6 separate regions of the Mus musculus genome follow, and regions 2, 3, 4, 5 and 6 are each linked to region 1. A link is a contact called in public HiChIP or PLAC-seq, Micro-C and promoter capture Hi-C data. All regions are on one chromosome and are shown on one strand. The core of a region is the stretch at or near the end of the contact, and the rest is flanking DNA. Distances in the headings are between cores, read along the strand shown.

Region 1 (4,667 bases), core at 226-2,725:
AAGAGGTAAAAATACCAAGGTTAGTGGGGGAAGCGGGACGAGGGGGCAGGGCGGCTGGAGGTAACTTGGAAAATGCTGGTGTCTCCACTCTGGCCGCCTCAGTTTCCTCTCCTCCTCTTCCCTTTCTTAAGGCTTTGTTTTATTCCGAAGGAAAACGGACACTAAGATATTCATTCACCTCCCAAAGAGGGGACTTCAGAGTTTGGGAGTGTGCAGAAGGCATACATTCAAATTTTTAAATTAAAAAAAAAAAAAAAACTATGTGGAAAGTGGGTGAACTGAATGTCATTTTAAACAAGAGAACAAGAAGCGACAGGAAAATGACTTCAAGCGGGAGAGATGGGCGTCTCTGAATCCAGAGTTCGGCCCTAATTAACAATAACCTTTGGGGTTATGGGGGGGGGGAGCGACGTTCCAACCAGCCACGCGCCTGAGCCCCATTCTAAATCCGCTTAGCTACTTCCGAAGACACCTCCAAAAATAAAACTAAAACTTTGTTCTAAAATAAAGGCAAAATCGAGAAGGGAATGCGTTACCTGGAGCGTTTCGTTGTGGGATCTCTCATGACCATACATTCTCTAATTTCTCCAAATTTGCTAAAATAGTCTCTAAGGCTATCTGTAGAGAGAGAGGGAGAGAGAGAGAGATGGGGGGGTGGGAGAAGGTGTGGAGGGGGGAGCAATGCAATTTTTTGATCAAGGACAAAAAGCAAAAGTAGTTTTCTGTTGTTATTCTGTTTTGTTTTTGCAATATTTTTGCACACGAGGGGGAAATTCAGCAACAGAGGTCGCGTAGAGGGCTCGGAAAGGATTTGCTATTTAAAAAAATAACCTTGCACAGGAGAAGTGGGGAGCCAATGGCGGGGTGGGGGGGCTCTTACACTGGGATAACAAAGAGCAATAAAGAAGCCAAGAAGGGGGGGACCCAGGCGTCCCCCCCTCCCTCCCTTACCTGGTGAGGTCTGCCAGCTCAGTCCACCGATAAACATTTTACTAGAGGGAGAAAACATAACCGAAGTGAGCACCGATGTCAGATCGGCCATTTTGACGTGTAACTTACAAAAGCTAAAAGGAAAGCTGGGGGGGAGCGGGCGAGCGCGAGCCTGGAGGTGGGCTGGGGGAGAAGGTGGCGGCCCCACGCCACCCCAAGGTGCGCGAGTGCCCCAAGGGTGCGCGCGGGGGCGCGGGGGGCGCGCGAATGCCCCGCTCCGCACCGTCGCCCGCACAGCCCCGAACGAGCCCGCGGCGGCGCGGTGGGCAGCGGCTGGAAACTTACCCGGGGTCGTGCTGGGAGTCGTTGGCGCTGCCCGAGGTGCCTGGGCTCCCATTTGCCTCCATAGCGGAGCCCCCCCGCCCCCCCACCCCCGACACACCGAGCCCCACAGCGAAGCGGAGCGCAGCGGCGGCCGGCTCCGAGCCCCAGATCTCCGTCCCTCCTCCCCCGCCTCCTCCCCCCGCCCGGCGGCTGCGAAGCTCCGCGAGCGCCGAGCCGGGCCAGCGGCGAGAGCCCGTCACACGTGGGCTCGGCTCAGCTCAGCCCCGCCGCCTCGCACACCCCCCGTCCCCGCCCCCCCGGCCCATCCCCACCTCTCCCCCTCCTCCTCCCCACCCCCATCTCCTCCTCCTCCTCCCCCTCCTCCCCGCGCACGTGGGGCGGAGTTCTAGAACGTCGTGTAACCAATGCGGTGACGTCACGCACCCCGTTCGGTCCCCCGCCTGTCCGCGCGCGCACACGCTCGGCCCCCCGCGGCAGCGGGACCCATCAGGGGCGGCGCGCGAGCCCCGCGACTCGAGTGGGGGGGTTGGCCACGCCAAGCAGGCGGGGAGACGGGAAGCGCACCCCGAGTCGGCTCAGATCACATGGGCTGGGTGTGGGGGAGGGGGAGGCGCGGGGAGCTCGGCCCGGGCTGTTCGCTGGGCCGGGAGGCGGCAGCGCCCCCGGGCCCCCCTAGTTCGGACTATTCATTCAAGTTCCTGGGGCCCTGCGCCCGATTCGGAGGTGGCACCCGCCGCCCTCCCTGCCTCTGTGCCCCCGTTTCCAGCCACCGCGCGGAAATTTAGGTCAAGGACGCCGGGAGCACACCCACACCCTGCGCTCCCAGGGCAGTCCTCGAGAACCCCGGGATCTGGGGGGCTTGCGGATGGAGGAGACCCTCCTGCACGAACACCAGCCACAAGTTTTATTTTCCCTTCGCGCGGCAAGTTCTCTGGCTCCCGCTCCACACTGGCACGTCCTGCACGGCTCCCCGCCCTTCCCCGCCAGAGGTACGGAGCCGTGCCCGCGAAGGTTATTTCGGAACTTTGAGAAACTGACGCGATAGATAACAGGGGGCGAGGAAGCAACCAGACAGGGCTTGCGCCTTACTCAGACCGCGATTTGAAAATATAATAAAGTGGGCTTGTAGGGGTCAAGGTCAAATGATTGGGGTTCAAAGCAAATGTTCATGGAGATTGAGTAGCAGTTTGGGAGTATCCCGAGGGTGGTTAAGATAGGTGCTTATTTCAGAAAATCCCTCGACCATTCATCCGTTATCTAATTTATTTATGTTTAAAGTTACTAGGGCTTCCTCTGTAAAGAGTGTAAGCGCCAGGAGTGAAATGGCTCTCTATCTCCCAAGACCTGCGGTAGGTCTTGGAGATAACAAAGCACCTTACCCCTAGTTTTTGGAACTAGGAGCCTCACAGATTCTGACACTTAGTAGGTGTTTGGTAAAAGTTCCCTTTCTCCCCTGGCAAAGTGTAAACTCCAAAGGATTGGTGACTGTAGCTTCCCGGGGGAATCGCACACTTCGTATTCCAGGCTGGCCAGATTCAGGCTGTATTCAATTTATGGAGTATTTAAAACAGTACGGATACAATTATCCTTATTGTTTTAAATTATTACAATAAACCAAGTTAATATGGCATGAGGGGCAACATAAAGTTGTGGTTCATCAAATCCCTGGGTTAATGTTAAGCATGCATTGATGCACAATTAACACTTTCCCATTAATTTTCATAGGATTAGGAGACAATGGAATTCACTCATCACCAAAACTATGCCGTGTCCATTGTGGGTTTGGAGACATTTGGAAAAATCTCAACACAGCCAAAGCTTTTGAGTGGTCAGACTGTCAATCTCTCTGTCCCCTAAACTGGGGTAGTGCCTCTCTGACAGCATGGATGGGCGGAGCATTTGTAGTGAACAATGTAACAATGTCAAAGTCCCTTTTTAAAATTGTGTACTTACATGGACTGTGTTTATTATAAATTGTGAATATGATTTTTAGAAGGCACTTCATAAGACTTCAGACCACAAACCCTGCTGTTTCCCAACACTCCAAACAAACTGATTTTTGAATCATCTGGGTTCCCATGTGTTAAAGAGCTGCATGTTTTTATGATGGTAATTGTTTTTTTGCGATTATTCTCAATCACAAAGTACAGGCAACACAGCTAATTGGATTATATTTTGGATTTTTACCGCAGAACCACAGATCATCAGAGCTAGAAAGGCCTTTCTTTACCCGGCTCCTTCCTTGAATATGGGAGTCCCAAAGGTGCCAGGCTGTCAGGCCGCCTTCCCACCCCAACCAGTTAATACCTAAAAGGGGCTCTGGCCATGGTTCAGTGCCCTTTGACTCTGTAGTGTGCTGTTTGTTGTTCCTCGATAGGCAGAAGTCAGTGGCTACCTTCCTGATGGAGACTTGAACAAACTGTTAAGTGGTGAGCTGGGAGGAGACCTGATGGGGCGGGGCCCCGAGCACTGCAGTGTCCAAGCCAGAGACTGATAAAGGACTAAAGGAGAAGGCTACTACGTCACTGCACTGTTTTTCTTAAGGTTGGTATTGTTGGAGTTGGAGTCTTGCAATGCAAGAACCCAGACAGGCCTTGAACTGGAGAGAGCATCCTGACACTGGCCACACCACCACCACCACCAAGTTTTATTTTTCCTTCGCAGATTGTGTTGTTTTGTTGAGATGGTGTCTCATGCGGCCCAGGCTGATGGTGAACTCCATAGATTGCGGAGGATCACGGCCTTGAACTTCTGACATTCTTGCCTCTGCTGTTGCAATTGTAGCTTGGGGCCACCGTGCCAGGTTTGCAGTGCTGGAGATCAACCCCTAGGCTCCCAGTGTCGCAGGGAAGCTTCCACCAACTGAGCCACACACCCAGCCTTCAGGAGGTTGTTTTGCTTGTCCCATCTCACTGCACTCACCACATACCTAGGTGGCAACACTCTGCTACAGGCCTTCTTCCCCTGCTCCCTGGTTCTGAGATTTGACCGATGTACAGATTGTAGGGTGACCATCAAGATAAACATGTGGGACAGTTTCATTGTCCAAAGCAAACACACACACACACACACACAAAAAAAAACCCTCCCCCTACCGCCCTTTGCACTAGGATTAGTAAGGGTTGATGATTCAGTGTTTCTTCTCCAGCTCGCTCAGCTCACTCGCTCGCTCAGGGTACCAGTGGTGGTGCTGTATAACTCACACTGCCTTGAGGACTCGCCCCCACCCCCACCCCATTCTGCTCTTGCCCACGCTCTCCTGGGCTCTCTGGCCCCTGGCCACTTTTCCTTTTCTATCTCTGGGTCCTCCCTTCGTCTCTACTTTTCCTTTAAACATTGGTGTGCTTCCTCTGCCTGATGCTCTCCTCCAGCTACCCCCTCTCTGGATGACC
Region 2 (4,703 bases), core at 411-2,910, 390 kb before region 1:
GGGAGTGAGGGCAGAGGTGCTGGCCTAGCTCCAGCTGGCTCTGATTCCGAGAATCACTTCTGGAGGACTTGGAGTGTGCCAGTCCCTCAGCGGACCTTCCCCTGACAGCTCCATCTTCTCATTCCTGACTCCCTATCCCCATGTATACATCCGGGTGACTCAGAGGTACCATGAAAGGCGATGGAAATCTTTCATGAAGTGGCTTAAAAGCCTTAACAACTATCCTTCACCTTCAGAGAAAGCCTTACTTAGTTTTGCTCAAGTTTGTTCTGCCACCATAGTCTGGGTGGCTTTAATGATAGGCAGTAGGGGTAGCTGGGAAGTCCAAGGTCAAGAAAATGGCCATCTGGTGTCTAGTGAGAGCGTGCTTTCTGGTTTACAGATAGTGTTTTTGTGCTGTGTCTTCCCATGGCAGGAGAGGAACGTGGGAGCTTTCTAAGGATCTCATAAGGGCACGAATCCTATTCTGGGGGGTGGGGTTCCACCCTCATGACCTACTCATTCTCCTAAGCCTTTGCCTTCTAATAGCACCACACTGGGAATTTAGACCTCGTCATGAATTTGAGGATGAGGAATGCAAACATTCCTGAATCTGAGTCTAAAGCAAAGCCCATGGGCTGCATAGAGCTCGCCACAACCTAATAGAGATGTTGTTATCCTCATTTTACACACACACACACACACACACACACACACACACACACACACACACACACTTTCTTTACTTTAGTTGCTTCTTCACTTAATTTTCTTCAGCTCTTGCCCCCTCTCAGCATATCCTTTAAACTTCTGTCCATTTAAAAGAGGATTCTGTTTGGGCTCTTGGGCTTTTCCTGGAGTGGATATTTCTCATCCTCTCCTATCATTTAAATCTGCCCAAATGAGGTCCAACTTGGCCAAGACCAAATTCCCCCGGGGAATCATGGGAGCAAGTGAGAGCCAAGGAGAGGTTGACTTTTTTGAGTACCGTTCTTTGCATATGGCAATGTCAGCATTAGCCAGGCGAAATTGTATCAGCCCGCACTTCCCCATGCCCACTGACACACGCAAGTCGCACCTGTACTCTTGTCAGACAGCCACCTGTGCTGGCCCCCGTCATCTCCTCTACCCAATTCTTCACGGACATTTTACCTTTGGTCGGTATTAACTTCTGATATTCATAACCACGACTTTGATTAATGCAAGACTTCAAAGCACCTTTTGAATCATTAAAGAAAGATTAAATTATCTTCAGGATAGTTTCAGTATTAAGTGTGGTGGAGCTAATTCAGGTTCTCTGGAAATTGACAATATGATCCATTTCTACTTTATATAATCAGAAGACTCAGATTAAACTCACGTAAGAGTCCAGCCAAACTGGGTTACTCCGAATAGGAGGTGAGTCCACAGGAAACCATAAGCACACAGTCACATCTGGGAATGAAGCAGAAAGCCAGAATCCAATCCAGCCAAATGCTGTCACTACCTCATAAATCTCCCAGAATTCAAACAGCCCTGAAGGTCTGCCCAAGTCATAAGTTAGACTTTGCTGCTTTCTTCCATCTCTCTGGGCTGGGCCATGCTCAGGGTCATTTGGTTAATGCAGGACTCCATCTTCATTGCTTCATAACTAGTTTTTAATCAGTGATGATTGGTGAGCTGGGATGCTGCGGGCCAGCCTGTCTGCTCTCTCCTCGGCGAGTGCCCATTGATATGCCATGGCAATTAACCAGAGACCTGTGGGAGGGGTGGCGAGGGCATAAGGGGAGGCAAGCTGTTGGTGTGGCCACATGCTTCATTCTGCCACCCAGGGGGGTCTCTCTGGCCCCACACCAGCTTTTGGAGGGCTGATGAAGGGCGCCTGCAAGCTAGGGGATGTCCTTAAAAAAGGCGATGACTGCAAAAACTGGCCCTTTCAACAGTTCATCACCCAAGTGGCAGAGAGGATGACAAAGTGGGTCAGTCATTCAAATCAACTCTGACCATTAAGGAACTAACTCAACAACTGGGAGAGATGGAGCATCATAGACTCTACTGGAGTATCTCAGAGTAGCTGAGATGGAGGCTTAGCATGCGAGAGCATCCCTTAGCCTGGAGGGAGGGAACGTATTTGGACAAATATACACACTTGTCCCCTCATATCCCCAAGTGTGAGAGTATGGAAGTATATATATATATATGTGTGTGTGTGTGTGTGTGTGTGTGTGTGTGTGTGTGTGTGTATGGGGGGGGGGGAGGGCTGGAGAGACGGCTCAGCAGTTAAGAGCACTGACTGCTCTTCCAGAGATCCTGAGTTCAATTCCCAGCAACCACATGGTGGCTCACAACCATCTGTAATGAGGATCCAATGCCTTCTTCTGGTGTGTCTGGAGATAGTGACAATGTACTCACATACATACACTAAATAAAAATCTTTAAAAATATATGTATTTATTTTTAATTTGAGTATGTGTATGGATGCGTGTGTGCATGTGAGTTCAGGCAGTCTTGGAGGACCCAGAAGAGAGCCTTGGATCCCCTGGAGCGGGAGTTACAGGCAGCTGTGATCTGTCTTTCACGTGAGCTGGGAGAACAGTATGTGCTCTTAACCCAGAGCACTCTTTCTAGTTTCCAGATGCACTTTTTTTTTCCTTCAAGACAGGGCTTAGCCGGGTGTGGTGGTGCACGCCTTTAATACCAGCACTTGGGAGGCAGAGGCAGGTGAATTTCTGAGTTTGAGGCCAGCCTGGTCTACAGAGTGAGTTCCAGGACAGCCAGGGCTACACAGAGAAACCCTGTCTCAAAAAACAAAAACAAAAAATAAAACCCCAAACAAACAAACAAAACAAAACAAAACAAAAAGACAGGCTTCTCTGTATAGTTCTGGCTGTCCTGGAACTCGCTCTGTGGACCATTAAATCACAGACATCTGCCTACCTCTGCCTCCCAAATGCTAGGATTAAAGGCATGTCCCACCACTGCCTGGCTAAAGATCAGGGAATTACAAAAAAAGATTTATTTATTTTTATATATACGAGTGGTTTGTTTTCATGCACATCAAACGAGTCAGATTCTATTATACATGAATGTGAGCCACCATGTGGTTGCTGGGAATTGAACTCAGGACCTCTGGAAGAGCAGTCAGTGCTCTTAACCGCTGAGCCCCATCTCTCCAGCCCCAGAGGCACATTTGATTGGACAATCTCAAAAAGATTCTGATGAAGAAGAGATGGGAAATGTCCATGGGGTGATAGTTTTAAGTTAACAAGTTTACCTATCTCTCTCTCTCTCTTACATAGTTCTAGAGCCTTAGCACGCACACACACACACACACACACACACACACACGCACGCACACTCGCGCACACGCACACAAAGAGGGATTTTTTTTTTTTTAAGATTTGGCAAGAAGGGCACAGGTCCAAGAGAAACTGAAGAGTGTGCGACAGTTTTTAGCTACCTTGACAGCATCTAGAATCACCTAAGTGTCACACTGAGCAAGGGAATCAAAGAATTTCCCGGGGGCGGGGGGGTCATTTAACCAAGAAGGATCCCAGGTTTAAAATTCCGACTTCCGTCTCTCCGCGTCTTCTATCGTCCGTCTGTTGTGTGAGCCGGAATCTGTGCCTGCTTGCAGGCTGTCCTGTGACTCTGTCCCTGGGTCTTTCCTTAACAGAGGGCTTCTCTCCCTCTTTAGTTAAAACAGCAATGAGAGCGTGGCATGGGGAAGCAACAAGGGGTGGGGATGCTGTACGGAGATCTTTAACAGAGGCTTACAAGGGATTAAGTAACTGACTTTAACTGACTCAAAGGGCAAACGGTGCTGCCAACACCATTGTTTATCAATCAGTGTGTGTATGCGCGTTGCTTTTTAACATTTATGGCGGATAATCACTTGTAAGATTCCTTTCAACCTGTGTTTGGCGTTTTCAGCAAATGATTATCATAACACACGGATACAGACACACAGGCTTCACTTGGGTTAGGCAACCGAGAGAACACATAATAACTTAAGATCACAGCTGTGCCTTAGCTTAGGTTGTAAAGGGTGATTAGATGGGAAATCCGAGGCGAATGAAGGTTGGTTGTTACAATGTTCACTTAAAGGCAGGTTAAACAAACAGGCTGAGTACACAGTAGGATAGCAGTCTTAAGTGTTAAGTGATTTCAAGTGTGTTATTAACTCTGGCTGTGAGGCCCATTCAAAGTTCCAGTCTCTTAGAATGTAAGAGATATTTTTATCATAATGCATTGCCACGCCATAGGAGTCAGTTCTTTGTTTCCACCCTGTGGGGTGGGTCCCAGGGGTTGAACTTGGGTTGTTAGGCACAGGGGCAAGCATTTTTACCAGCTGAGACATCTTCCTGGCCTTGATACATTCTTCTAACACCTAAACAGACTAGCTCAGGGAATATCTCCAGACCTCATGAGGACCCACAGAAATTGTAAGCCAGTTCCTCGTGGTAATTTATCTCTATTCTTGTGAATTTACTTCTGATTTCCTGAGTCGATCCTGGCTGATCCAGACAGCATGGGAGAAACAGGAAGAGATGGTACCCACCAATCAGATGGCCACATCTTTGGAAAAATGGAAGGGGGCAAGCCCAGGTGTCGGCAGGAAAGCTCCTCTAAGATGTTCCAGTCCTCACTAGGGACAGGAGCACAAAGCATGGATGACTGCTGAAGCATCAGAAATGGACCGCCAACCTGAACAAGTGGTGGGTGGCACCCACAGTGTCCTGAAC
Region 3 (4,476 bases), core at 227-2,726, 400 kb before region 1:
CAGCCTCTAGCCTATATCATTGTCCTAGGCCAGTGAGCCACAATCTCATCATGTATGTGATCTTTTCCAGGCCATCTGGGTGGCCTTGATCCCTCTAGCCATTCCTTGGCAAGGAAGCAGTATTTCTATTTTACACTTGGGACAGAGAGGTCTCAGGAGGAGAGAGGTGGGAAGGGACATCATATCCTAACTGCTTCCTACATACCTGTTTCTTTGTTGTATAAGAGGAGCCTCGCATGCTCCTTTGCCATCTCCAGCATCCTCAGGAAGCCAGGGTTCTCCATGTGTGGAAACAGTCGTTTCATCTCTTATGTTTTTTCTAAACCAGCTTTCCGATGGGATTCTTGGGCCTGTCAGGTTGGCCCCCAGTTACTCTCTAGAGAGTAGCCTCTGAGGTGGATGTAGGAGCACATGCCTACAAACCTCCCCCTACTCCACCCCAGAAGGCTCAGGCAGGAAGCTTGTCCTAAGTTTGAGGCCAACCTGGGTTATAGAGGAAGACTCTGCCTCAAAACACCAAACAAAAGCCATGAAAAGAGGAGTGTCTTCAAACAGTAGCCCTCACTTGTCTGTGAGCACTTGTGGGGTGGGGGAGAGTAACTCCCAGGGTTCACTCACCATCATTATTGCATTGTGGGCTGTGAGGAGAACTCTCTCTCATGTCTGCCAGTATCTGGGGGCTTACTGGCCACCCATAGCATGGAGTGGTACTCCTCCGTGTTCCTCACTTGCAGAAATGGCATTTCAGACTGCTGTCATTGTCACGCACCATTCTGCCCTCCTATGTCCATCTCAATGTCTATCCTAAGGACACTAGTCACATGGATACAGATCCACCCCTGCAGGATGACCTCATCAGAAATACACTAGCAACAACCTATCTCCAAAGAAAGTCATGTTATGAGACACTGGGGTGAGGATTTGGAAAGATCACTTTTGGGGACACATTTCAAACCCGATCTATAGTTGCTGGGAACCCCTGTCCCTACAAAGGCCACAGAAATGGCCAGTGTCAACACTGCCAGCCCATTGCAAGATGCCACCGGGAAGGGCTGTATTGGCGTCATTGTCCTTTGCTCTGACAGAGCCAAAACAAGATGCAGTCCACACTCAGTAAATGATCCTCGATGCTGTTGGTGACAGTGTCTTGCTTGTCCTGGCTCAGCCTCGAGATCTGGCCACAGAGCTGTTCCTCAGCACACAATCTACCCAGTGCCAGTTTGTCAGGAACTTTGTGGTCTGGTCTTTGTGAACCCTGACATCACAGTCTCCTTCATCACCAGTCCTGGGAGAGGCTAGCCCCCCCCCAACCCCCAATGGGGCCCTTACTTTTAGTGTGACAGCTATTTTATCTGGGCAGTAGGGAAACAGAGATATTTTAAGATGAGTGTGTCAGCTGGGGTCAGTTTCCGCTCGGCTATCGCTGGCGCTGTCAGGAGGAGAGCGGGTTTGGCTGTCCGGAGGGAGCCCATCAATCACTCCTGACAGCCCTTAATCAGACAAAGGAGCCCTCACCACCGAGGCACAGAGACGGAGAGACTATAGTTTTGTTCAGCTCAACAAAGAATTTTGGACAGGAGTTTTAAGTTGTGAATACAATCTCTCTATCTTCCAAGCATTTAGACCCCCAAAGCCTCAGGTCTGAGGACCTCCTACCTTTCTTCTAGGAAACTGGTCTCTTTACTCAAAGACAGACAAACAGATACACGCACACACACATACACATGTACACATGCATGCACACACACACACACACACACACACACACACACACACTCACACACAGAATGAAAATAAATAAGAGCAGGGAAAATGCACATCAAAAAGAAGCCTATGGTTCTTAATGGGTGCAAAAGGCTCATGAACAAAGAGACTCCATGCCACGCGAGGAGCCCTGGCACTAAGGTGGCTCAGAATGCTAGGGAAACCCAGAAGGTCTCAGCCAAATCCACTTGTTTACACCTTCTTCTGACTGCTTTTATTCTAGCAGGCCCAGGATGGTGGCTGCAAGAGATACTGCGTGGCTTGTGAAAATAGTAACATAAATCTTTTGTTGAGTTGTCGCTTTCCATCCTCCACCTTGACCGAAGCAGATCTCAAGGCGGGGCTGCTGAATGAGAAAATAAATGGGTTTAATAGTTACACAGAGCCTGCATCTCATCTTATTGCTCCTCATCTTTTGGCTTGGTGTCCCCCTGCATCTGCTGTCATCTCTCAGCCTGGGTGTGACAGCACTGACCTTTCAGTAAGATAAAGCAGAGGGTAAGGCCGGGCACTCGTCCTCTATCTTGCACGATGGCTACTTGCCAGCACATAGATTCTAGAGGGGCTCACTCTCTCACTGGGTTGGCAGCGGAAGGCTCCTCTGCCTTCGGGGGAGTACACTATCAGAGAGAGCTCAGAGGCAGTGGGAAAGGCCAAGGCCCTGCCCTGAAATCTATGAGATCTAACAGCAGAAACCAACAAAAAGCTCTTCCTGGAAAACAGGAAGAATGGTTGGCTTTCTCCAGTTTGAAGGGATGCAGTAGCAAAGTGGGAAATCTAGAGTAGATGAGGCTGTTGTCTCCTTACCCTCAAAGCTCTCTCCCTGTCTGCTCCTCACCCCCAACCCTCTCATCCATCTTTCCCTGTCTGTTCCCCCCACCACCACCCCTGAGACTGGGTTTCTCTGTGTGGCCCTAGCTGTCCAGAAACTCACTCTATAGACCAGGCTGGCCTTGAACTCAGAGATACATCTGCCTCTGCCTCCCAAGTGCTGGGGTTAAAGTTGTGTGCCACCCCTACTGGCTCCCTCTGTCTGCTCCTAAGCGGGCCTTGCTCCCTCCTCTTTCTGGCACTCTGGTTTGTCCCATGTGGTGGGGTGTGCGGTCCCTTCCAGCTCTGAAGCTCTTTCCCATGTTGTAATCCCAGATGTCAGGAATCTCCCTTTACAATGCCTATTTAGAACAATTTTGGAGAAAGCCTCAGATTTGGGACAACACACACACACACCCCCTTGGTCCTCAGCTAGGGGCCTGGTCACATAGTCAGCCTGGATCGACAGTGGAGTTTAATATTAAGATAAAAGGAGTTGGTACACACACAAGCTGGGGAGAAAGAGAAGCTCCCCCGGTGGGTAGTGGTGTCCCAGCAAGTCAGAGGCTGCAAGACTGTGAGCTTGGTGTACCAAGTAAGAGGAATCTCAGAAAACCAGAAGCACCATGGCCACACGGGCACGTGGACAGCGCTAAACCACAGCTGGGTCTAAAATCTAGAGCTGGGATTGCTTAACTTCCATCTGGGTTAAGACTGTTCTAGAAACAGTGGCATGTCTACAAATGTAAGGCTGAAAGAAACATTTGTCTGTCTGTCTCACTCTCCCTCTGTGTGTGTTTGCACTTGCATGTGTGCTCAAAAAGCAATCTTGCCAGGACCAACAAAGCTTGCTTGGCTAAGATGCTTATAGAGAAAAAACTGAAGTCACATGGGTTTCTAAGGTATGCTCAACTAGGTTAGCCCAGTGTCTTCTGGACAGCCAGGAAGAGGGCCACCTCTGCAGCCCACAGCCTCTGTATTTGGTTATCTAAGTCAGTCAATACACCCACTTCCAGACCCCATGTGCTGACAACACTTAGAGATGAAAGACAGGCAGGGACAGCTATGTCTAGGACAGTGGCTGCTGCTGCTGCCCCTCCTCATCTTCCTTTTCCTCCGCCTCCTCTTCTTTTCCTCTTCCTCCTCCTTTTTTGAGACAGGGCCTCACACTGTAACTCATTCTGACCTCTACCATACAATGACCTCCTGCTTAGACCTCCCCAGTGCTGAGACCATATAGGCTAATTTCACCATGCCCTGGTACCAAGGCTTCTTTTAAACCAAGAGGAAAACTTTGCAGGGAACTTCCAACATAGTTACCCTGTGTCTCCTTGAATGACATGTCTGTCACTTTCCAAACTATTACTCTGGACAAACAAAAACCTGCTATGATTAGCTTCAGTGAATCAAGATTAACTCGGGGCGGGGGCAGAGAGGGGTACAGCATTATCCCTGAATTTGAAATATAACTCCATCAGAGTTTTTACATGAACCACTGAGGCTACTAGTAGCATCGCTGAGCCTCAGTTACCTCATCTGTAAAGTGGGTGAAAGGGGTCGTGCCTTCCCCCTACACATGTCATTTACTTTATTGAATACAGTTTCCCAAACATTCAATGTTTTATTTCCCCTTTTCTTGCTCTGAACACTAACTGGCGTCTTGCCTGTCAGTCACCTCTGTTTTTAAAGCTTTCTTCATCACATCTGATGTTTTACACACACACACACACACACACACACACACACACACACACACACGTGTATATATACACACGTGCGCACACATGCACACACACACATACGTGTACACACACACACATACACACACACACACACACACACGAGCGAGCGCGCGCGCGCGCACACACACACACACACACACACACACACACACACACACAC
Region 4 (4,398 bases), core at 1,886-4,385, 260 kb before region 1:
GTTAAGCTTCTCCAATAATCGGGGAAGGAAGCTGGGCCTAGAGGTACATCTTTCTACTGCTAACTACACTGTAGGCTGAGGCAGTGAAGGGTATGTTTGAGGCTAGCTTGGGCTGTAGAAGGAATTATAAAGTCTTGCTAGCCTGTCTAAAAGACACACAGCCCAGGTATTTGATTTACAAGCTGTAAGCCTAGACTGGGCAGGTCTTAGAACTATTTTAACTTCTATCCCAGTCATCTGTCCACTGTCACTTGCTGTTTCTCCTGGCCATGAGCTCATGGTTCATGTCCGCTCATGGCATCTCCCTTCTCCTTTGGTCTCCTCTCTTCTCCCTCATGGTCCCTGCCTCAGACCCCAAGCCTGGAAACTGAAGCCTCGCCTACCTCTCTTCTGCCCAGTTACAGGCTAACCAATCACAGATAACTTTGGAAGCACAGTATATACAACAAAAGCCAGTGTATGTGAGGATCTGGTCATCTTGGAGCAATCAGATATTGGAGTACAGAATTTAGCATTTGAATACGAGCAGCATCAGACCAACCCATTACACTGGGCACCTTAGGGGGACCCTATGAAAAAGTGGTGATGCAGCATAATGGTAGAACGGTACCCAGCACATGCAAGGCCTTAAATTTCACTCCCTAGTGTAGCCTAGGGAAGGAGGGAAAGAGAGGGAAAAAGGGGTGAATATCTCTGAAGGAAATGGTGTGAATGTCTTCCTCAGTGCCACAGGCCTCTGCAGTTTTTTTCCTACTAGGGAAATGACCGAAGTGTACTTGATGTCCCTGGCCACTTGGTCAATTGGGAAAGCAATCCCTCAGAGGCCATGTGCTCTTTATTTCTAAGTCCAATGACAGGAGCCTGTGATGTCACACAACACCCTTAGTTCCCTCCTATTGGCAAGACAGAGGGTGGCACAGGCATATTCTACGCACAGCGCCAAATCCCCCGGCTGTCCACCTCAAGGAAGATGTATTCCTGCATTTCTAACTGATGTCTCAAGGAAATAATTAGATGTCACTACTTCAACATTACATTACAACTTCCCCACAGATCCGAGAGGAAGGGGAAATGAGTTACGACGAGCAAACCAAGCTAAATACAGTCCGTAATTGAAAAAGTGGCCAAGGAAATCAGGAGGGGAAAAGCAAGCAAGGCAGACCTAAACGGATTATCAATCATTTCCTTTTAGGGCAAGCTCTGCTGCAACTTAATCAATTGCTATTGCTTCTTGAATTCAATGAGAAAACTGATACAGTGGGGAGAAGGGGAAAGAAGCCGATAAACAGCGTTTATCATTAAATTCTTGATGGATACTGGAGAATAAACCCCACTCAATCCTAGCCCAAGTCCAAGTTTATCAACATAAAAGAAATGTGTTAGTGTGAGCATTGAGGGCCAATCGCAAGGCATGCTCTTTCCCCATGCAGTTCTGACATACGGTATTCAGTAGTCATGACACAAAATGGCAGGTCTGAGACTGGGCAACCTGTGCCAGCTATAGGGGATGGGGGTATCCAGGTGGGTGACTGTGTGACCTTGCCATCTCCAAAGAAGGAAGCACCTGTTGCCATAGCAAGCTGGTGGGTCTGAATCACTCAGCCAGTCCATAAGTAATTACCAAGCACCTACTACATCCTGAGGGCTGGGGATGGAAGACAGAGCACGACTCCTGCCCTTCAGGTTTTACAGTAACCAGGGGGTTCAGAGTGAACAAAGACAGCAGGGTTGCACGGTGGGAGGAGGGGCACAACCTTCAGGCTCTCAGGGGTTGGCCCAAGGAGAGGGAGGGGGAAGATTCAAAATTGAGACATAGGCCGGAATTCAAGGGGCAACAGAAACACAGGCAGGTGAGGAGACAGCAGGGAGGCCAAGCTGGGGTGTCCACAGACATTTCTGAGAGAGAGAGAGGGGAGCCTGGAGGCAGGCTTGAGGGCAGAGTGACCTCCACAGACGTGAGATGCCACAGGGTGAATCCTTAGGTGAACATGTTTCTTCCAAGAGACGGGGGTTAGGATGCTCCAGTTAGCAAGCTCATCTCTACTTTAGGGGGACTGCTCTTCCATCCACTGCACACAGAACAGGCGTGCACAGAAGCCTAAGCCATCAGTGTTCAGATACAGTAGAGGGAAACAGCGTAAAGGGACGTTCCCGAGAAGAGAATGACAGTCACCTAGGCAGCAGGGACAGGATAGACCAGAGTCTATACAAGTTAGGAGCAAGAAGCCCAAACTTGGAGGTACCACAGACACACCTGGGTTCCCTCCCAGAAAGTCCCTCTTGGTTGCTCCGCCTGGGAAACAGGCACATCTGGACTGACCAGGATCAGCACGTAGGTGACATGAGGCAGAACAGGGGGGACGGACGTTCAGCCTGCTTGCCATACATGGGGGTTGTCTTCCAACCCGGATGGAAGGCAGGTGCAGAACAGTCGCTAGTACCTTGCAACACCAAGCAGGCAGGCAACAGAGCTTTCTCCAGTCCCAAGTTGAGTGTGTGCACACAGACTTATTGAGGAGGGGGAAGGTATCACAGGATGCAGAGCTCCAGCCTCATCGGAGCAACCGGCAGCAGATGCTGTCGGCTCTTAGCAACAACGCTGCTTGCTGTACTTGATGGAGGGTGACTTTGCAAGCAACAAGGCTCTCTAGCAATGCTCTGTAAAACTATAAATTTACTTTGAAAGTACCAAGTCTAATTACCTCGCCAACACTCTTTGCATTTTTAAGAACCGTTCCCCCACCCCTCCTTAAACTCTTGATCACAAGGACCCTTGTTAGCAATACTTGGTGTAGGTCTTGTTTCGCCTGTTGCCGTGGCAACAAAGCAATGTTTACTAGCATTTCTAGGCTGGTACATCTTTATTAGCACCCGATCCCATGAGAAGCAGGAAGCAGTGCCGAGGTTTAAAGAGCATTAATCCCTTTAAGCTTTGCAAACCTCTCTAGTTAGGGAGCCCAGAAAGGGGGGAAATTGAGGTCTCTGCCATTTGCAGGGCCCTACTAGATTCGTTAAGCCTACATGAAGAACCAGATTGGGGGAAAAAAAAACTTTATCTCTCTGGAGCTTCACTTTCAATTTCTTCTTCTCTTGAAAGAGACAAACTTGTGGCTTGCCTTTGCTTCACAAGAAAAGTTTCCAATCCGTTCATCACAGAAGGGCCGCCGGCTCTTTCCTCTCGGCCTCTCTGGCTTTGCTGTTCTCACTAGATAAATGTAACTTTCAAAAGCAGTTATCTCTTGGCCAGGCGGAAGGGAAGCCACAAAGGCTGCTTGGCTGGGCTGCCTGTGTACCCTCCTCTCCGGCCTCTGTGATGAGAACGGACAGATGATTGAGAGTGAAGATAGACTCTAGTGTACTTCAGGGGTCTTGGAGGTGGGGGGGGGGCGTGGAGAGGAGGAGAGAGCAGAGGGGAGGAAGAGAGGGGGAGAGGGGGGAGAGCAAGAGTGAGACAGAGAGACACACACACAGACAGAGACAGAGAGACACACACACACAGAGACACACACACAGAGATCCAACTTCAAAAAACAGCTTAAGGCATTGCACCCATCTCTTTATCCTTTGGCAGTCTTGGAAGGGTTTTCAAAGTCAGCACCAGGGCCACAGTGGAAGTGGAGGGAGGAAACGGGTTCCCATTTCCCCTCCCACCAAATCTCATTCATCTTTCATTGCAGAAAATCAAAAGCCAGTTAGGGAATCCAGGAAGACCTGTGGCTGAGGGTTGAGAAAATTATGCAAGTAAAAGCCGATATACTAACATCCACTTCAGCTTCCCAAACAGCTTCCAAAGCCGGGCGTGGTGGCGCACGCCTTTAATCCCAGCACTCGGGAGGCAGAGGCAGGTGGATTTCTGAGTTCGAGGCCAGCCTGGTCTACAGAGTGAGCTCCAGGACAGCCAGGGCTATACAGAGAAACCCTGTCTCAAAAAACCAAAAAACTGTAGTCAAAACCAAACAGCTTCCAAAGGGGCACTTTAGAGCTAGCAGAGACCTGGTTGTCCTCCGAGGTCCTCAGCTCTGAGTTCTCAGTCCAGTTCACTCACGGCTGCTTAGCTGAAGAGCGCAGCCATTAGAAGCTAGCCTTGTGTGGGGGAGGGGGGAGAGGAGTGAACTGACTCATGACAAAGCCTCCATTTGAAGTCATGTGATTTCTGATCCTACTCTTCAATAGACTAACTACCTTCCATTATTTCCAATGGGTCTACAAAATTGTTAAAACAGTACAAAAAAAAAAAAAAACCCAAAAAACAGACAAACTACCTATAAATCACTGAGACCTCTTTACTATTTTGGGGGAGGGGGATGAGTTAAGAGTTCTTTCAAAGACCAGTATCAGCCAGTTCCAAATTTGGAACAGCTTGGTTCTCCTATACCACCAATCCTACAACCATGTGGT
Region 5 (4,681 bases), core at 1,887-4,386, 340 kb after region 1:
TTGAAAAAGCAAGGGCATGGGCTGGGGAGATGGCTCTGCAGTTAAAAGCATTTATTACTCTTGCAGAGCACTGGGTTAGACTCCCAGCAACCACACCGTGGCTCATAAGCAGCTAGAACTCTAGTTAGGGACCTGGGGATACCAAACATGAATGGGGTATATAATTATGAATGCAGGCAGAACACCAGTGCATATAAAACAACTCTAATGCCCTGAAGAACCTCTCAAAACCTCCTGATAGGGCTACCCATGGTGGTGGCCTTATAAAAGAGAATTGCAACCTAAAAATAGTATATTATTACTGAACATAATCTGCAAAAATATCCACTCAAGTATTTCATAATAATTTCCTCTGGGAAGACAAGACTAAGGCTGGGAAGGCCTGAACTTCTAACCCTGTTATTTTTGGGTGTCAGTTAAGTTTCTAAAAACTAGAATATATTCATGAATTTCTTTACTAAGTTTTTTGTTTGTTTGTTTTTTTGGTTTTTCGAGACAGGGTTTCTCTGTGTAGCCCTGGCTGTCCTGGAAGTCACTCTGTAGACCAGGCTGGCCTCGAACTCAGAAATCCGCCTGCCTCTGCCTCCCAATATCTAGGCATTTTTTAAGGTTAGAGGGATGACTCTGTGATTAAGGGCACTGGATGCTCTCCTGTAGAGAGCCTAGGCTTGACTCCTGGCACCTGCATGGCAGCTCACATCCCTCTGTAACCCCAGTTCCAGGGCAACAGATGCTTTCTTTTGGCCTCCATGTGTACTAAGCATACATGCAATGCAGATAAACTTGCAGGTAAAAGACCCACAAGCATACAGGTAAAATAATAATAATAAACCTTAAAAAAAAAGTCAGGTTCAGAAATAGCGTGACCACATGTCTTTGCCTGACTGTGATGACTTTGATTTTAGCTTATCTTCTGGCATCATCATTAACAATGCTCTCAATGTGTCCCAGCAGAGATAGTAAGTTCATAACACGACTTTTTAAAGAGGACAGAAAGGAGAGATGGCTCAACGGTTATAAATGTGTGCAACTGCTCTCACACAGGGCCCTTTGATCCCCAGCACCCACGCTGGGAAGGCTTACAACATCAGCTCCAGGGGAGGCCGATACCTCCTTGTGGCCGCTGTGGGTATCTGCACTTGTGTACAGATACCAACACCAACACACACATGCAACGCGAAAGCACTCACAGTAGCTTCAGAGCTATTAACTTGAAAGCGTGTGTGGGAGTTTCTATTTGTCCAAAATAAAGCCTGTTGGGCAGTGAAGACCAGACAAGGCTCTGACAAGGCTGGGTGTTGGAAGTCTTGGGGAACCAGCCCCACTTTATCTTCAGCTTTCTCAAGTGTGGAACCAGTGAGGAGGAGATAATCTGCAGGGCAGCTCTGCTGTCCACCAGCTTCCAATACCTACAATCCCTTCCAATAGGAAGCCTGTTCCACACAGCATTTCACCGCGCAAGATTCCTTGTTCAGTGTGCATGCTGAAGCCAGGAAAGCAGTCAGGTTAGCTCAGGTGACTCATCTGACACTTAGTCCTGAAAGATCTGACAACAGAAATGTCCTTTCAAGACTGGGGAGAGAGCCCAACAGCCTGATGAGTTAGGAGCCACAGAACTCGAAGGGAGCTCACTTTGCACCCCCACACCCCATAAATAAATGAGTGGAAAACGTAAATCTCCTTTCCCGTCTTGTGTGTCAAACACTTGACTATGACACCAATCGCTACAATAGCTACAGAAATTTAAAGCCCTGCTTTGGGTTGACCCTTGTTTTCATAGTTCCAAATCAAGAACAAATTGGTTTTGTGACTGGCATAAGGTTCTTTGTGTACCCTTCATTCTTCCTTATGTAAAGTGGGATGCTACAGAGTAGCCACGAGCCAGGCAGCACTTAAACAGGCCTTTGATGAAAATTAAGAGCCTTGGCAGGGGTGGGAATTTAGGGGTGGTGTTGGTGGTGGAATTCAGTTGTTAGAGAGCTTGAATAACATGCTTAAGGCTTTTGGGTTGGATACCCAGCACCTCATGAACTGGTTCAGGTGATGCAAACCTGTATTTTCAGCACGGGGAGGCGAAGCATTAAAAGTTCAAGGTCATCTGCTATCCTTAGTGAGTTTGAGGCTAGCCCGGGCCACAGGGGAGAGACTGTCTCACAAAGGGTAAAAACAAAAATAAAAACAAACAAAAACACCAACCAACATCTACATGAGACTTGCTTCAAACGCCAGGGATGCCGTGAATAGTTTGGGCCATTTGCTGAGATGAATTTAGGTCTCACCACCCACTGTTTACAATCCTGCCTCCCATAAAAGCCATACCTGTAATCGCACAGTTTAGGCTGGCTGCCACACTGCTGCCTGCAGAATACACAGTAAGAGCACAGGGGCACGTTGCCGCGGATCCAGTGGTGGGGCATGGCATCTGCGGCCTTGTCGTTCTTGAGCATGATCTCCTTGCACGGGAAGCGCTTGTCGACCTTCTTGAGGCAGCCCTCGTCCACGCGGAGCCCACAGCAGTCGCAGAAGGCTCCTTGCAGGATGTGCTGCGCGCACACGCAGCAGTAGGTGGGGTGGCTGAACAGGTCGGTGTCACGCCAGCAATGCTTGCTCTTGCGGAAGATATCCCTGCGGTGCAGCTGCCGGCGCGACCGCTGCAGGCTACACCATAAAGTGATGAACACCGGCAACAGCACGGAGCACAGCGTCCATAGGACCAAGTGGCCATCAGGGAGCAGGCTCTGGGCGGGTGGGCCGGACCGCTGGTCCCCCTCCATCTTCTCAGGCCCAGGCGTGGCCTATGGAGCGCCGGGTCCAGAAGGCTTGCCTTCGGATTCACTGCGTGGGGTTGCGGCTCGTCCCGAGGCTGCGCGTGGCCTCGGCCCCGGGAAAGGCGCAGGTCGCACCCGCGGGCTCCGTGCAGTACAGGCTTGGCTCGCGGCCACTGCGTTCACAACGGCTGTCGCGCTGAGCCTCGCCCGTGCCTCTCTCGCGAGGTCTCCGGAGACCCCCCCCCCAACCCCCCAGTTCGCTCTCGCGGTCGCCGGTACCACCTACAGCCAAGCCTCCGGCCGCCGTCCCACCCTCAGGCCGCGAGATCTGCGTGGGATGAGGAGGCCGCGCTTGAGAAGCGCACCTGCGCAGTCCGCACGCCGGCCGGCAGCTCGGCGAGGGCTGGGAGGGGCCTGACGCGCCCACAACTTGGGCGGGGCCAGGTAGGACAAAGCCAATGGCGGTGCTTTCCGATGGTGGGCGGAGCTAGAGGAAGGCGGAGTCTGCGCTGATAAAATTTGTAGGCGGGACCAGGTGTAGGGCGGGGCTCGCGGCGGCGCTCCCCTTGGGTGGGAGGGGGTCAGGTATGAGGGCGTGGCGGAGGCTAAGAGGTGGCTTGGAAAGTTGAAAGACTTCAAGGGTCTGGACCATCTAGGAAAGGATGAGCAGAGGAACGGATAAGATGGTGTGGAATGAGGCATGGTTTAGGGAAATCAGGGGCGGAGTAAGTACATGGTTGACTATCAAAAGTTCAGAACCAAAGGAAGTTCTACCATAAGTGACTTAACAGTATTTGACCTTTAGCCTGATCCCCTTCTTCAACGGTGAAGGTGGAATTGGCATGATTATGGATATCGGGGAATCCTGGATGGAGAAAACTGGCTCTTTTGAAGGTGTTATGTTCATTCAGAACACAAGTCAAAGACTGCCAAAAGTTACCAGTGTATTATATAAATATAATAAAATAATAAAATAACTGGACATGTGGCCCACATGTGGATGGACCTCTGTGAGTTCAGGGCCAGCCTGATCTACATAGTGTGAGGACCAAAACAGGAAAAATAAAGCATACAGGTTAAGAGTTCTGTTTGTATTTAAGGATAAGTTCCTGTTTGTCTTGTGTTTGTTTGACCCATCTGCACGGATGTGTTTGATTACATGTGGACCGGAAGTAAATCAGGGTCACATGTAGGCAGGAAATACATCAAGATTTACGCTTGCCCCCAGTTGAACCAGACGGGAAATGCAGTGAATTGTGGGTTTTGCCTTTTTAAGCCCGTGCAAAGCACGACTTGAGGCCATTCTCTGGGAACCCCGAGATGAACTTGGCCAGAGAGTCCATCACCTTGGCCAGTATTTAATTAAAGCTTACATTAAATTTGGTTTTAAATTGTGGTAGTGGTCTTATTCTCTACTGAGGGATTATCACGAGTTCTTGGTCAACTAGGGATACACAATAAGACAAACAAAACAAACAAAACAATGCAAAACCAACCAAACAAGCCGGGCAGTGGTGGCGCACGCCTTTAATCCCAGCACTCGAGAGGCAGAGGCAGGCAGATTTCTGAGTTCGAGACCAGCCTGGTCTACAAAGTGAGTTCCAGGACAGCCAGGGCTGTTCAGAGAAACCCTGTCTTGAAAAACAAAAACAAAAACAAACAAACAAAAAAAACCCAACCAAACAACAACAACAACAAAAACCCGAACCAAAACAACCCCAGGGATAAGAGTTCACCTGATTTACTTCCGGTCCACATGTGATCAAACACATCCGTGCAGATGGGTCAAACAAACGCAAGACAAACAGGAACTTATCCTTAAATACACTTTGTATTTAAGTACCTTAAATACACAAAGATCACTTTGTTTTACTTTGGCCATTCATGGGCCAGAGAGATGGTTCAGTAGATAC
Region 6 (4,758 bases), core at 2,142-4,641, 340 kb before region 1:
TGGTGCTTCCCATTCTAAAATCCTATTAATTTACGTGATTTGGCATTCAAAGGGCTTTCATGGGTAACATGCATAATTTACTGGGGGAGCGAAGAGCCGTTTTTTCTCTCAAGTGTAAGCTTGAACTGTAGTAGGGCCATGTGACAGGGGAACAAAAGGACACTTGGAAGGTTCAGGGAGGGCCCGGCCAGGGTGAGTTCATCAGAGGTGTAAAGATGGACCCTGAGGCTTAGGGCTGAATGAAATCAACTCAACCTTTTCCTATCATCCTCTGCCCTGAGATGCCACTTCCCAAGATCTCTTGCCAACAACTTCCAGGTTCTTGGCAGGGGTGTTGTGTGGTGTGGTGTAGGGAGACACACAGCATGGCAGGGCCCAGGATCCATTCTGGGTCCTTCCGCCAAGTGCAATCTTGTTTGTGCCTCTGTATCCAGCCAGTGAGGACTGGTCTCTCATTTGTCACTGTGTCTCCAGCACCGAGCTCAGGGTTTGTTGACAAGATAGCTGTCTTTAACTCTGTCCAGACTGCAAAATAATGGGTGGGTCCGGCATGGGCAGGGGAAGGGGAGGAAGTGGCGCTTTTTCTGGCTTCTAGCCTTGCCTAAAAGCATGAATGTTCAAAGATGAGACTGTGGGGGTGGAGGGCAGGATGGTGAGGCCTGGAGAGCCCTGAGTAGCTATCACTAAGAGGTAAAGTGATAGGCTGGGCTGCCTCTGCCTTAGGAAGTGAATGTGCCTGCAAGAGGCTTCAAAAGTTCTCTATGGCAAAGTAGGACCAGTATCCCTGCAACCCAAAGTGTCTGCGCTGATATCAAACTGGCAGAGTCTGTTGTCTTTCCCAGCATCTACTCAGATGGTGACCACAAAAACCAATGGAGGCAGGAATGGGCAGGAAGGAACGGAGTCCTGGGCTTTTTTGACTCTATCACTGGTCCCTAGATCTGGGATACCTTTTTAATATCAACTGAGGAAACTTGCCTTCTTTTACTTTTTATTTATGTGTATGTGTGTGCATGCCACCCAAGTGCCAGGTATCTGTGAAGGCCACAAGAAGGCATCACATACCATGGTGCTGGAGTTACAGGCAGCTGTGAGGCACCATGTGGGTGCTGGGAACAGAACTCAGGTCCTTTGCAAGAGCAGCCAGTGTTCTTAACTGCTGAGCTATCTTTCCAGCCCCTACCTGGTGAACTTCTTTTTGTGTTTCAAGGCTTCGTTTGGTTATTACATGCTACGGTCTGAAATTCTCATCTGCTAGGTATTAGGGGGTGGGGCCCTTGGGAAGTGAGTAGGCATGAGGATGGAGCCCCCTTAGTGAGATTAGTGCCTTTATAAAGGAGAATCCAGGGCTGGAGAGATGGCTCAGCTGGTAAGAGCACTGACTGCTCTTCCGAAGGTCCCGAGTTCAAACCCCAGCAACCACATGGTGGCTCACAACCACCTGTAATGAGATCTGACGCCCTCTTCTGGTGTGTCTGAAGACAGTTACAGTGTGCTTATGTATAATAACAAATCAATCTTTGGGCAAGCAGCAACTGAGTGAGTGGGGCCAACCGGAGCAATTAGATGTCCTAAAACTTCAATTCCCAACAACCACATGAAGGCTCTCAACCATCTGTTCGGCTATAGTGTACCTATATACCGATAAATAAATATTAAAAATAAAATAAAAAATAAAAGAGAATCCAGGGCCAGCAAGCCAGCTCTGCAGGACACGGCACTTGCTGAGCTGGCCTAGAAATCTGAGTTTAACCCCTAATGTTCATCTATGGTGGGAGGAGAATTACCTACAACATAAAGCTGTTCGCTGACCTCTACACACTCTGTGGCAGGCATGCTCCACCACATCATGTACAGACATACACATACATAATAAATACTCACCTTAAGAAAACAAGACAGAATCCAAAGAGTTCGATAGTCCCATGCCCCACCCTCACAAAGGGAAGATACAACAAGAAAACAGGCATCTGTGGACCAGGAAGTAGTCCTCACCATCACAGTGAATCTACAGGTAACTTGACCTTGGACTTGCCAGCACCTACTCCTTAGGGAATAGTTAGCCCCAGGTTATGGTGTTGTCACTGTAGCAGGAATAGGCAAGGACTGCCCTTCACAACAGCTCTCCAAGTACCATCAATGGCTCCCACTATGCTCACTGCTCCTGTGCCTGCCACTATTGGAAATGCCCAAGCTGGTCACACACAGGATGCGTCTGTAAGCTCTGAGCTCACTGCCCAGTGTCTCTCTGTGTTCTGAAACTCTCTGGGGCAGGTGCCGGCGGTTACACCATGCTGTTTTTCAGCAACCAGAGAGACAAGACTCAAGGAATCCAGACTAAGCTAGACTCAGGGAAAGAAGTTTCTTTGTGGCTTGGGTGGAAGGAGTAGTGGATACATCTTGGTCTCCTGCACGGGCTGATCCCAGAAGTCATGAAATACCGGATCCGCAGGCCCCATGTGACAGTCTAACCCCCTTTCATACTCTGAGTAATTCTTGTTGTTGTAATTTTGTTTTCTACACTGCAGGCTTTCTCTTGGTTTTACTAATAAAAATCAAAACTGAAGGCCTAGGAAAGGTGATAAGGTTCCCTTATGGCGAAACTCAAAGGGGACTTTAAGGCAGGTATCTGAGAAGGTGTAGGAGAGCTGAGGGCAGCAGGGGGAAGAGATGGAGGTGGTAGGTACCAGTTCTCAGCTCACAGGGAATAAAGTACACACTTGTAGCCTCTTTCACTGTTAACCCTGCCTGCTCCCACAGACCCCTCAGCAAACCTGTGAGGCAGGGTGACCACTGTCTCTATTTAGTAGGTTTCGATAGGTAAGGGACACTGAGGCCCAGTGTCTATGCAAACTAAGAAAGGACCTCACCTCTCAGCTTTCTGCAAAGCCAGCAGCGTGTAGTATGGGGTGTGGGCCTGTGCACACGCCCGTGTGTACGTGTATGTCTGGTGTGACTGTGGGGAGCTGAGCACTCACTTTGTTGCATCCTCTCATTTATGCAGAGCAGCTTCAAGAGGCACAGAAAGCTGATCGCAAGTGAAACCCCCAATTCCTGTCAATTCAGATTGCTCCAATTCATTTCTGCAAATGTTTATTAAGTGCCTATTAGGCAGTGTGCTCCGCTTTCATCTGGGAATAGAGTCAACTCTTGATTTTCCATGCCAGCGAGGATCGCTCAGTGATACTGCACACCCACAGGTCCCCACAAACCTCCCTCCAGTCCTGGCTGGATTTGGGGTGTGCTGTCGACTTTCAAAGTGGCAGATCTGCTTCCTGACTAAGCTTGCCTTTAATATTCAAATGAGAGGATAAATCCCAAGTACACAGAGGGCCAGGTGGCCGTTGGGCTGGCCTCTGGGAGCTGGCTTGTCATTTAAAAGCGCCTCTGTGAAGAGGTAATCTCTAGAGAGGAATGGGGAGGGGGAGGGCAGAGACGGGTTACAGGGTTGATGCACAAGGCAATTCCTTATAAGGCCACACCCCGCTTATATAGCCTTGGCCCCACCCAGGTGAGTGAATCTTCAGCTCCATCAATCAACCTAGGAGTGTAACCTCCCACCCTGACATTTCAGGATCTGCTTCCTATCTGGTGAGAGGCTCACCCCTACTCACAGAGCAAGGAGCCAGGTAGAGCCAGACAGGTCACCACACCGAGTACCACAAAGGTCCCCTGTGTGAATATGTCTGGGATGGGATAAGGTGAGGGTGAGGAAGAACCCTTACAGACAGAAGCAGGATGGAGGCGACAGGAGCTTAGGCTGACACTGAAGGCCTGGGCTTTCTGATTTGTGAGTTCTGAGATTCCACCAGGACAGCGCTGAAATGGCCTCTCTTGGCCCAAGGCTCTGAAGACTTGTCCAGAGAGAATAGAACAGGAGACCAGTGTGGGATTCAGTCCTGAGTGCGGGCCCAGGGCTTCCTTTTCTGAACAGGGACAACCTTGAGAGTCTCTGTCACTATGGTGGGCCCGAAGAAGGGCACAGAAAGGCCACAGGGCTACCCCCTTGAAGCAGCTCAGTACCACTCTAGATAGAACAGGTATTTGGAGAGAGTGTTATCTGCTTTTCTGGAAACTTGGCAAAAGTACTGTTCTCTGGGCAGACCTGGCAGCTGGTGTAAGTCACAGCCCTGTGCCCATAGCCAGGGTTCTTCCCCCAGCCTGCCCATTTGAGGAATACTATCTCCTGGATACTCAAGATGCTTACTCTGCCTCTGTAGGCTGTGACTGGCCACTAACTCGTCCTTGTTCAAAGCCTCAATATCTTCAACCAATGTCACCTAGCAGCAGCTCTGCTGACAAAAGGTTATTTGAGGTCCTCTTCAAATGAACAGGGCCTCTCTGAGCTAAGCTGCCTCACCTCAGACCACCTCCTAATGAGCACTATTCAGCCAGCACCAGGGACTGGCGCTGGACAATAACTAGGAACGAAGAGGGGTTTAGTGGCTGTGAGTCCTGACGAGCCATCCCAAGGGTAACTAAGCCTCAGGTGTTCCAAGGCTGGCACCCTCAAAAGCCAATCGCCATTGGTCACAGTGGCATCAGAGACCCGATCTCTCTCCATTGCTAAAGAGGCAGGGAACACACTGGCAACTTCTAGCCCCAGCTGCTGGAGAAGGGTCTCCCCAGCCTGGGACCTACACAGCCCCTCTCCTTCTTACACACAGTAGCTCAGGAGGGGAGGCATCAAGGCCGGGTTACAGGATGCTGGGTTGGCTCTCCCGACAGCCTGGAACACTGCAGATAAGGTAGTCAGTC

What was found. Promoter capture Hi-C pulls out the DNA fragments that hold promoters and counts their contacts. A called contact is a pair of places that touch in the nucleus more often than the background predicts. HiChIP or PLAC-seq counts read pairs in DNA pulled down with a chosen protein or histone mark.
Region 2: an H3K4me3 HiChIP or PLAC-seq map of embryonic limb bud shows a contact between it and region 1, with 3 times the contacts expected there. The contact joins the enhancer-like site here to the promoter of Msi2 in region 1. A contact is called at or near these places in 4 of 39 promoter capture datasets (the C10 cell line, cranial neural crest, embryonic stem cells and 1 more), 1 of 15 datasets of contacts at CTCF or cohesin (large pre-B cells), 1 of 484 Hi-C or Micro-C datasets (cortical neurons), 24 of 115 datasets of contacts at active chromatin or transcription factors (the NIH/3T3 cell line, T-cell acute lymphoblastic leukemia, acute myeloid leukemia and 16 more) and 1 of 9 other capture datasets (adipose tissue).
Region 3: a contact with region 1 is called in a promoter capture Hi-C map of the HPC-7 cell line, with 7 times the contacts expected there. The contact joins the enhancer-like site here to the promoter of Msi2 in region 1. A contact is called at or near these places in 13 of 39 promoter capture datasets (3T3-L1-derived adipocytes, the C10 cell line, the HPC-7 cell line and 8 more), 1 of 15 datasets of contacts at CTCF or cohesin (large pre-B cells), 1 of 484 Hi-C or Micro-C datasets (B cells), 21 of 115 datasets of contacts at active chromatin or transcription factors (T-cell acute lymphoblastic leukemia, acute myeloid leukemia, bone marrow-derived macrophages and 15 more) and 1 of 9 other capture datasets (liver).
Region 4: a contact with region 1 is called in an H3K4me3 HiChIP or PLAC-seq map of embryonic basal ganglia, with 4 times the contacts expected there. The contact joins the enhancer-like site here to the promoter of Msi2 in region 1. A contact is called at or near these places in 9 of 39 promoter capture datasets (3T3-L1-derived adipocytes, the C10 cell line, the HPC-7 cell line and 5 more), 1 of 15 datasets of contacts at CTCF or cohesin (large pre-B cells), 5 of 484 Hi-C or Micro-C datasets (cortical neurons, muscle stem cells, nephron progenitors and 1 more), 30 of 115 datasets of contacts at active chromatin or transcription factors (the 230-238 cell line, the NIH/3T3 cell line, acute myeloid leukemia and 21 more) and 3 of 9 other capture datasets (adipose tissue, liver and pancreatic islet).
Region 5: a Micro-C map of embryonic stem cells shows a contact between it and region 1, with 3 times the contacts expected there. The contact joins the promoter of Dgke here to the promoter of Msi2 in region 1. A contact is called at or near these places in 1 of 39 promoter capture datasets (pre-B cells) and 3 of 484 Hi-C or Micro-C datasets (embryonic stem cells and rod photoreceptor).
Region 6: a contact with region 1 is called in an H3K4me3 HiChIP or PLAC-seq map of embryonic stem cells, with 7 times the contacts expected there. The contact joins the enhancer-like site here to the promoter of Msi2 in region 1. A contact is called at or near these places in 12 of 39 promoter capture datasets (the 3T3-L1 cell line, the C10 cell line, HPC-7-derived erythroid cells and 7 more), 1 of 15 datasets of contacts at CTCF or cohesin (large pre-B cells), 24 of 115 datasets of contacts at active chromatin or transcription factors (T-cell acute lymphoblastic leukemia, acute myeloid leukemia, bone marrow-derived macrophages and 15 more) and 3 of 9 other capture datasets (adipose tissue, liver and pancreatic islet).

Annotation. Positions count from the first base shown.
Region 1 is chr11:88,716,754-88,721,420 of GRCm38.p6, forward strand. It overlaps Msi2 (musashi RNA-binding protein 2), which reads right to left and starts at 1,476. Exons shown (of 14, transcript NM_054043.3): 1 at 1,276-1,476; 2 at 952-992; 3 at 537-618. The coding sequence starts at 1,337. C030037D09Rik (RIKEN cDNA C030037D09 gene) reads left to right here and starts at 1,890. Exons shown (of 4, transcript NR_038058.1): 1 at 1,890-2,264; 2 at 3,653-3,819.
Region 2 is chr11:88,330,996-88,335,698 of GRCm38.p6, forward strand. No RefSeq gene overlaps it. Among named protein-coding and RNA genes, the nearest start is that of Mir378b, 19 kb to the right of the region's middle. Within about 2 kb of position 1,661, at least 13 of the 459 cell types and tissues checked have an H3K27ac peak or open chromatin away from gene starts, as enhancers often do. A contact at or near this core is called in embryonic limb bud, where this site is marked.
Region 3 is chr11:88,312,380-88,316,855 of GRCm38.p6, forward strand. No RefSeq gene overlaps it. Among named protein-coding and RNA genes, the nearest start is that of Ccdc182, 21 kb to the left of the region's middle. Within about 2 kb of position 1,477, at least 23 of the 459 cell types and tissues checked have an H3K27ac peak or open chromatin away from gene starts, as enhancers often do. A contact at or near this core is called in the HPC-7 cell line, where this site is marked.
Region 4 is chr11:88,452,501-88,456,898 of GRCm38.p6, forward strand. All of the region lies in intron 7 of Msi2 (musashi RNA-binding protein 2), which reads right to left. Among named protein-coding and RNA genes, the nearest start is that of Mir378b, 100 kb to the left of the region's middle. Within about 2 kb of position 3,136, at least 58 of the 459 cell types and tissues checked have an H3K27ac peak or open chromatin away from gene starts, as enhancers often do. A contact at or near this core is called in the HPC-7 cell line, embryonic basal ganglia, embryonic limb bud and 5 more, where this site is marked.
Region 5 is chr11:89,057,612-89,062,292 of GRCm38.p6, forward strand. Dgke (diacylglycerol kinase, epsilon) reads right to left here and starts at 3,137. Exons shown (of 11, transcript NM_019505.4): 1 at 2,320-3,137. The coding sequence starts at 2,774. Dgkeos (diacylglycerol kinase, epsilon, opposite strand) reads left to right here and starts at 3,140. Exons shown (of 4, transcript NR_110336.1): 1 at 3,140-3,212.
Region 6 is chr11:88,375,725-88,380,482 of GRCm38.p6, forward strand. The region is part of intron 10 of Msi2 (musashi RNA-binding protein 2); the gene reads right to left. Among named protein-coding and RNA genes, the nearest start is that of Mir378b, 25 kb to the left of the region's middle. Within about 2 kb of position 3,392, at least 30 of the 459 cell types and tissues checked have an H3K27ac peak or open chromatin away from gene starts, as enhancers often do. A contact at or near this core is called in embryonic stem cells, epiblast stem cells and heart atrium, where this site is marked.